2 separate regions of the Gossypium hirsutum genome follow, and region 2 is linked to region 1. The links are chromatin contacts, called in public Hi-C maps. All regions are on one chromosome and are shown on one strand. Each heading gives the region's core, a stretch centred on a gene start, on an enhancer-like site or on the middle of the called end of the contact. The rest is flanking DNA. Distances are from core to core; before and after follow the strand shown. Region 1 holds the start of LOC107913323. Region 2 holds the start of LOC107913328 (UTP--glucose-1-phosphate uridylyltransferase).

Region 1 (4,036 bases), core at 620-3,119:
GCACAGGGAAACCTCGGAGTCGTATCTCACATGAACATGGTGAAGAGAATGCACGGATTCCAGTTTTCGAAGATTTCAGGGCTGATCCAGGAATCCTCAGACCCAAAGAGCCTATTGACAACCTGATGAAAGCCTGAGGATCCATTTTTGTCATAAATATTTCCCCATTGTATAAACAGCTTTTGATTATGGCAACTCAACCCTGTCATTTCAGCAGTCAATAATATAATTAGATCACAAAAAACAAATTAAGATCTTCACATGTTGATAGCTTGAAATAAGATAATTTTCATTTACATATAACATTCAATTAAGGTTATTTTCACACTAGAAAGGTAAATAATATTTACTACATTTTTTCAGCAGCGATAAATGAACAGATCAGTTTATCGCCAGATGTATTCGAGGCCATGATCAGTAGTAGTACGATATGAAGATCTTATCATAAACCTCAGTTGATCAGTTCTCTTGTTTGTCTCAACAAATTGAAAATCTATGCAAAAAATAACCTCCAGGGTCTACAAATGAATGTAAATGTCTATAAGGGATTAAGCTAAACCATATCAGCTGTTGCTTCCAAGCTAAGCAAGTCGCCTAAAGAGTTTATGCTTCTGTTAATTTTCAGATTGTTCTCCTCTAAGTTAAAAACTTTACAGTCTTCAAAGATGATTGAAATAGAACAAACAAGCTCATAGAAGACTAAGAAACAGGAAACAAGGTGATCCGTCAACTTAAAATTGATCTAAAATCTTTGCATTGTAAACGGTGCTTCTTTCATCCAAGCCACATAGAACATAGATGCAAAGGTTGAACGCGTAATCACCAAAAGAACTGAATTCCAGAGGTTTCTGTAACTAAGACCAGTCAAGAAAAATTATATATATGCCTAGAAACAGTCAAGAAAAGCTATCAGCCATCTATGATAGATTTTCCTAACTAACAGAAAAGATGCCAACCATCTATCATCAGTTTTCCTAACAAACTTTTCATTCATCATGAAAATGATTACATAAATTAAAAGAAGCCATCAACATCTTCCCTAAATATTCATCAAGTACTTAGCTATACAATCTGGTTCCTTCAAGTTTCTCTTAAAATACCCAACTGACCTTAGCTAAACCAAAAAAGTTACCATAATTAAGCTTCCATGTGAAAGACTACAGAGTTCAATAAGATCCCAACAGAAAACAACAAACTTGTTGCTTAGAATTCAAATTTCTGATCTTTTAACATACTTTTCCATCAACCAACCAAAACAAAAGCCTTGTAACTTGAACTCCAATGGAAAAACCACCAATAAATGGAATACCTATATTGAATTTTAACAAACATATGTTGGTTACTTGCAATCATAACCCCCCCCCCCGAAAAAAAAAAAAACTAAACTACAAAACCAGCTAAAAGTCTGCAGCCAATCAACTTACAAAAGTCAAATTCACTTGAACAACCCCACACACATAATCACCCTCAAAAACCAGAATTCATATTGAAGTTAAGTAGAAGAACAAAAGAAAATAAAAATAAAAAGAACCCACCTTTGAATGAAGCTTTTTCTTCATAAAAAAGCTGAAGGAAACAAATTTCCCATAAAAGAAAACATATCAAAACATTATTTCCCCCCAAAATCCTCTCTCTTTATGTTCTTTCTACTCCAAAATTTTTTTTTTAAGGAATGTAAACTTTTAATCAGTGTTGTTCAACGACGAAAAAGAAGAAGATCGAAGAAAAAGGCTTTTAAAGGGCTTTAAGGCAATCTGGGTTTTCACGTAAGGGTCTGTTTTTCACAGATCACGAGGAAATACTCTTTCTCCTTTTAATTTTTCTTTAGTTTTATTCCTTTATAAGCCCCTCTTTCTTGGGTTCATTTTTTTTCTCGAATGTGAGTATGTAAATATTATAGTAATTAAAATATTATTTTTGCATAATTGTCACGAAATGGAGGCAGAAAGTAAAGAATTTGTCTTTTTCCTACAAGTACTAAATCAATGGCGGAATAGAAGAGAAAATTATTTTAATAAAATACAATACTAAATACAAAAATATTGAGATTGTACTGAAAAAATAAAATAAAATAAAATAATTGGAGGAGAGAGAGGACGTGAATACAGCTGTAACCAACGCAAGGGTTTGGTCGATTTGCTAAGCAAAGAAGGTATCGTTTTCGGACACATATGCTTCTCAATTTTTCTTTGTATACTTTTATATTTTAATTTTTTAATTTATTTTCCAAAAACTATCCCTATATTATATTTACAAAAAGAAGACGTACAATTTCCAAATTTTCTAACTCAATTTCAAAATATTTTAAGATAAAAAAAGAATTTCTTATTTAATTAAATTACACCATTAGTTATTAAATTATGAATAGATTTTTGTTTTGGTCATTAAATTATTTAAAAATTTTCATTTAAGTCATTCGACTATTAAAATTATTGTTATATGGCTTTCTTTGTTCGCACTATGTGCATCAATTTAATTTTTTTCATTAAACTACTTTAGACATTACGAATCTGTGAATTAAAGTTTAAATAATTTTTTTTTTCGATCTCCGACACTAATAGTCAGGTTGACTTGGATCTATGTATTTTCTTCTACTCGTCGATGAATACTGATTTACCGTATTGATTGTCGAATGGTCTCTTAGAGCTTATTAGCCAAACTTAAAAAAAATAACTATCAAATCATTTAAATAAGAATTTATAAATAATTTAATGACTTAAATAAAAATTTCAAATAATTTAATAATTAAATTGTAATTTTTTAATTAAATAAGGAGAATAAGAGTTATGATTAATGATATATTTTGACTTTTTTTTTTAATTTTTGTAATGGACTAAATCATTACTTATCGATTCACCGATGGCGTAGCGACAAAAATTTTTCTTGATGTGCAACCCAGCTTAACAATACGAATTGATTATTGTTCATTTATATGTTCTTTTATTTCTATTGTTCACTTAATATTGAAAGTATACTTTATATTACTATTTGTATAGTATTAAATTCCCTTTAAAAAAATTAAATTAAAAAATTCTGCTTACAAAATAATAATTCAAATCAACCGACATAAATTAATATAAAATAAAGTTTATTCAAGACTCCTTGTGTTTCTTTACTAAATAAACCTATTTCATACGTAATAAAAATTCTTAAACTGTTTTGTGTAATTTAATTTATTTATATTTAATTTTAAAATTGTTAGACCATAATATGAATAAAGATAAATATGCTAGTTCTCAAGCACTATCAACTCTATCTAGTACACTGTAGGTAGGGGCAGAGCAAGAAAAGACCTTGATCTAAGTTAATATATGGTAAAATGGTACTTGAGCCCTCTAAATAATAAAACTTTGATTTAGTCCTTGTAAAAATAGTAAAATTATAAGTTATACAATGATAAATTTACACTTTAGCACTCATAAAATTTATAATTCAACTTTGCCTCCCCAAAAAAATTATAGCTTCGCCCTTAAATGTTGGACCACTTCTTACACCAAAAACCAATAAGAAGCAAGCTTGAGAAACAAGCATAAGACCACAAGGTATTATCCCTCTCAAATCTATCTTCTTCACTTAGCTAAGATAGTTTACTCTCTTTACAGCCATGGGTCCTTGTGTAACACTCTATACCTGACCCGGTCGCCGAGCTCGAAAATCAGGATGTCACACCATCGTCACACATCATATGCATTACAAATGGTCTCATTATTTAGCAAACATCTTCTATTATAGGTTTTGAATAGTTATAAGTCATACATACTCCAATCATCATTAAAACATGCTAAACATTCATCAAGCGAGCTTGGATCAATATCCATTAGTCCTAAGAACAAATAAGTTGTGAAAATATCCAAACATCATTGCAACATTTATGCAACAATTCTACCACGTTGCCTTTATTTCCCCAAAACATAAATGAATAAATAGCACGTACGAAATAATGCTAAGTTTTGCTTGGATCACTTTTTTGGAACCACACCGCTCACACAAGAACACAACTAATCTGCAATGGTTTAAAAATGAATGGGTGAGCTTT
Region 2 (4,036 bases), core at 1,069-3,568, 140 kb after region 1:
GGACAGTTCTTAAATTCTCTTGAATATTAAGTTCACCAAGGAACTAAGTAGTAAAGTATTTAAGCATATTTCATGTGAAAATGCCTAATATAATAACAACAAAGATTCATCCAAAAGGGTGGTAGAACAATATTTTGAAGTAAGGGATGTCATCACAAAATTAGAAGATTTAACCATTTATATCAAACAAGATTCTATTCAAACCATCTTCATGAAACCAAAAAACATATGTATATCACAGAAACTATATTCATTTATGTAGAGGCAAGTCTTTAATATATAACTATGGAATCATCAAGAAATGCTTCTCTTTTCTTGGAAAAAAAATAAGTATCAAACTTCCAGAAGTTAGATAATTGCTTACTTGGGACCATTGAAACCCATATTCTTTCCCAAAGCTCCATTATACTTCACCACAACAAGCTTATCCAAAAGCTGCTTAGAGTCAGCAATATCTGCTTCAAGACAGAAAGAATCCAAACAAATTATACAAGCTGAACTCTAATGTACTGTTATATTTTTCTTGATGCTATATTTGGAATACAATAAATTCACACGTAAAAGAATAATGAGAAAATATTACCACAAGACATAGGTGCTAAGTTATCATAAGGAACAACAAGCACTTCATCACTTGCACTGCCTTTGCTCTCACTTGTGCTCTCTACTTGGTCCCTTTAATCAAATATTGAATTTCAAGTAAACCAGACAATTGGAAATAGTTCCAATACAAAAACAAAGAACAGAAGAAACAATGCAACAGCAAACCATGAAAACTCAACTCGTATAAAATAGACAAACTTCAGAGCAAGAATTCCAGACAGAGACTACAAAATAAGAAATAAACCTATCATTCTGCACAATTATCAGAAGTAAACCGATAAGAACTGGGAAAAGGATATTCTCTCTATACTAAGATCCTCAATCAAGCTACTTAAGCAAGGAACCACTTAGTAATAACTCAAGATTCTGTCATCTAGATATCGAGAAACTCATGTCTAAACCTATCATTCTGCACAATTATCAGAAGTAAACCGATAAGAACTGGGAAAAGGATATTCTCTCTATACTAAGATCCTCAATCAAGCTACTTAAGCAAGGAACCACTTAGTAATAACTCAAGATTCTGTCATCTAGATATCGAGAAACTCATGTCCACAACTCAAAATCACTCTTAAATCATCCATCAAGCACATCCAATCTTACAACAATTACTGCCAACAAACTTAGCCGGTCTCTTATTTCCTCTCTAGTTAAATCAATAAAATCAGCATCCAATGCACACCTTATAACCTACGATTTTTATATACAATTTCGGTCACAGCAACCACAGTTCAGATATAAAAACCCACCCTAACCCCCAAAATTAGAAAAAAAAAAGAAAAGAAAGAATCCATCCTATCAAAACATTCAAATCTCAAACCCAGAAAAAGAAACTTTAAAAATATAATAAAAACATACTTGATTGTAGCCTTCTTCCCAGTCCCCTTTGCTCCGTCTTTTTTCTTCTCCAACATAAGACATTTAGTTATCATGTTACATATCAAGTAAACGAACTGAACAGAATCATTGGCCGGTATTGGATAAGTAACCTTCTTATAATACTCCCACGGGATACCGGAATCAACCAAGGCAACAATCGGGATCCCCAACCTTTCCGCTTCCAAAAAGACGGAACTTTTCCTCTCAGTGTCGAAAATCACAACACAATCCGGCATTTTAGTTGGCGCGAAAACCAATTTCTTGTGCCTAGACCGAAACTTCTTAGGACTACAACTGTTGGTCAAAAAGCCACGCATCTTCCAAAGGCTACTAGCCCTTTCAGGGCTTAAGCTGGTGACTCTGGAGGTCATCTCGTCGATTATGGGTTGGAACAGAGGGTTAGTGTTGATGAAGAGGAAAGAGGAAGAAGGATCACGAGAGAGGCAGGAAAGGAAGTTGAGAGCATTGCGGAGACAGATTAGGGTCTTGTCGGAATCGATAATGGATTGTCTATTTCGGAAGCCGTAGGTGAACTGTTTGAAGTGGTGGGTTGTTACTTGTCGGCCGATGTGAGCATTTGTTGTTAAGAGTTTTTGGATTACAACCGAATGGATTGTCATTTTTTTCTTATTTCTCTAAGGAAAATAAAATTGGCAGGGGAAACTAAGGTTTGATGGGTGAATTGAATCTACCCCAAAAGCTTTAACTTTGGTGAAGCATTTTGAGTTCAGAGATTTTGGGATTTAGGGTTTAAGAGGGGATTTCCAGATTTAAGGAAAGCTTATATACGAACAATTTGCTATTTGAGTTTAGGTAGCGGGATATTTGGATCGGTTCGGGTCCAGTTGAATCAACCCTTTAAAACTAAAAAGAAAGGTTAATATTTCCGCTATTCAATTTTATTTTTTTTATCATTATTACAGATTTCAAAATTAGCATAATAATAATTTTAATTTTTAATATTTATAAATTATGCGAATTTAATTTTAGATTCTAAAAAATTCAACCATTAACATTTAATTTATTTTTTTAACAATTTTGTTTTTCTTTATAACATTAAGGGTTTATTCATAAAAAAATGAGAAAAGAAAAAATCATTATATCATATTTTTTGGTGTTTCAAATTTTCTTTTATATTTTCAATCAAATTTAGTTGAGAAGTTTGTCTTTTTAGCTTTTTAGGTGAAAATGGTTAAAAAGAAAAGCAAAATTGCAAAAAAAAAAATTAAATTACACAATGTGTAAATGTTGAGGGCTAGATTTTTTTAAAATCGAGACTAATTTGGCACAATGTATAAATATTGAGGGTTTAAGTTGTTATTATGTCAATTTTAAAAGTTGTCACCGTTAACGAACTGGTGACAAAAAAAATACTAATAATTAGGTAACTATTAATATAGATTCCCAAAAGAAAATTGTTATTTTTACATACAAGCAATAAAATAAATTACAGAGCCAATCATCCATGTTTTCATTTTGATAATAAAAAATAAATTAAATTCAAATATAGCACCATCGTTAGATAAGTTTTTTTTTTAAGTTTTGGTCACTGTTGTTAGATTTTTTTTTTCATTTTAGTATCTCATCATTAATGTGGCTAATGACACTGTTATTGTACACTTATTTTAGTCTCTCAACTTTAATAATTTTTCATTTTGGTCCCTCATTTTACCTTTTTAATTTCCTTTAAGTTTTTTTTCAATTTTTAAGATTAAATTTTATTTTTTTCGGTAAAAGGGGAAAACCTAGCTTGTTACAAGAATTATCGAATATTTATAAGGGAAAACTTGGATTTTAAGGGAAAACGATTTTATCTTCTTTTTTTTTAATTTTATTATCTATTCCTTATTTATAATTAATTTTAGTGTTTTTTTTTCAAGCAAAAACGGAAAACCTAAATTTTTACAAAGAAAATTTAAGGGTAAGTTTAGGCATCACAAAGTGATTGGATAGTAATATAATTACTAAGGTAGTAATTACATTCTCTTGTAATTATAAGGAATTCTAATTCTCTAGATATGTTTGACTAATAGAATGTAATTATATCGTAATTTTATATGTCATATTTGATAATTTAAATGATAATTACACAACTAAGTAATTTTAAATTCTAAAAAATATTAATTATTACAGAAGTTATCAATAATATTTAAGAAAAAAATATTTAAACAAATAAAAAATCCTAAAACCAAACAATCATATATGATACGATAGTCCAAAAGTATTTGACAATACGATCTCTAATAAATTAACAAGAAAAATAAACATGCCAAGCAATTTTACCAAATTACTCTAACATTCAATATTTGTTGAGGTATTCTCTCTCTAACATTAAATATATACTCACTGTTATCATCGATTGATCATTGACCAAGTATAAATAATTAATAATAAATAATATGTAAATTAGTTAAATTTAGTATAAATAATTAATAATAAATACTATGTAAATTAATTAACTATTTAGTAGGTCAACATATAGGAAATTATCTATTATTAACAAAAATTTTAAATTATTTAAACGAAATTAGTAAAATAACAAATATTTTTAAAT

The links. Hi-C and Micro-C count contacts between places; a contact is called where the count stands out from the background.
Region 2: a contact with region 1 is called in a Hi-C map of leaf, with 1.9 times the contacts expected there. The contact joins the promoter of LOC107913328 here to the promoter of LOC107913323 in region 1. A contact is called at or near these places in 2 of 34 Hi-C or Micro-C datasets (both in leaf).

What each region holds. Positions count from the first base shown.
Region 1 is chrD11:48,921,416-48,925,451 of Gossypium_hirsutum_v2.1, forward strand. It overlaps LOC107913323, which reads right to left and starts at 1,870. Exons shown (of 3, transcript XM_016841872.2): 1 at 1,536-1,870; 2 at 1-202. The coding sequence starts at 154.
Region 2 is chrD11:49,065,188-49,069,223 of Gossypium_hirsutum_v2.1, forward strand. It overlaps LOC107913328 (UTP--glucose-1-phosphate uridylyltransferase), which reads right to left and starts at 2,319. Exons shown (of 19, transcript XM_016841881.2): 1 at 1,462-2,319; 2 at 584-675; 3 at 365-458. The coding sequence starts at 2,102.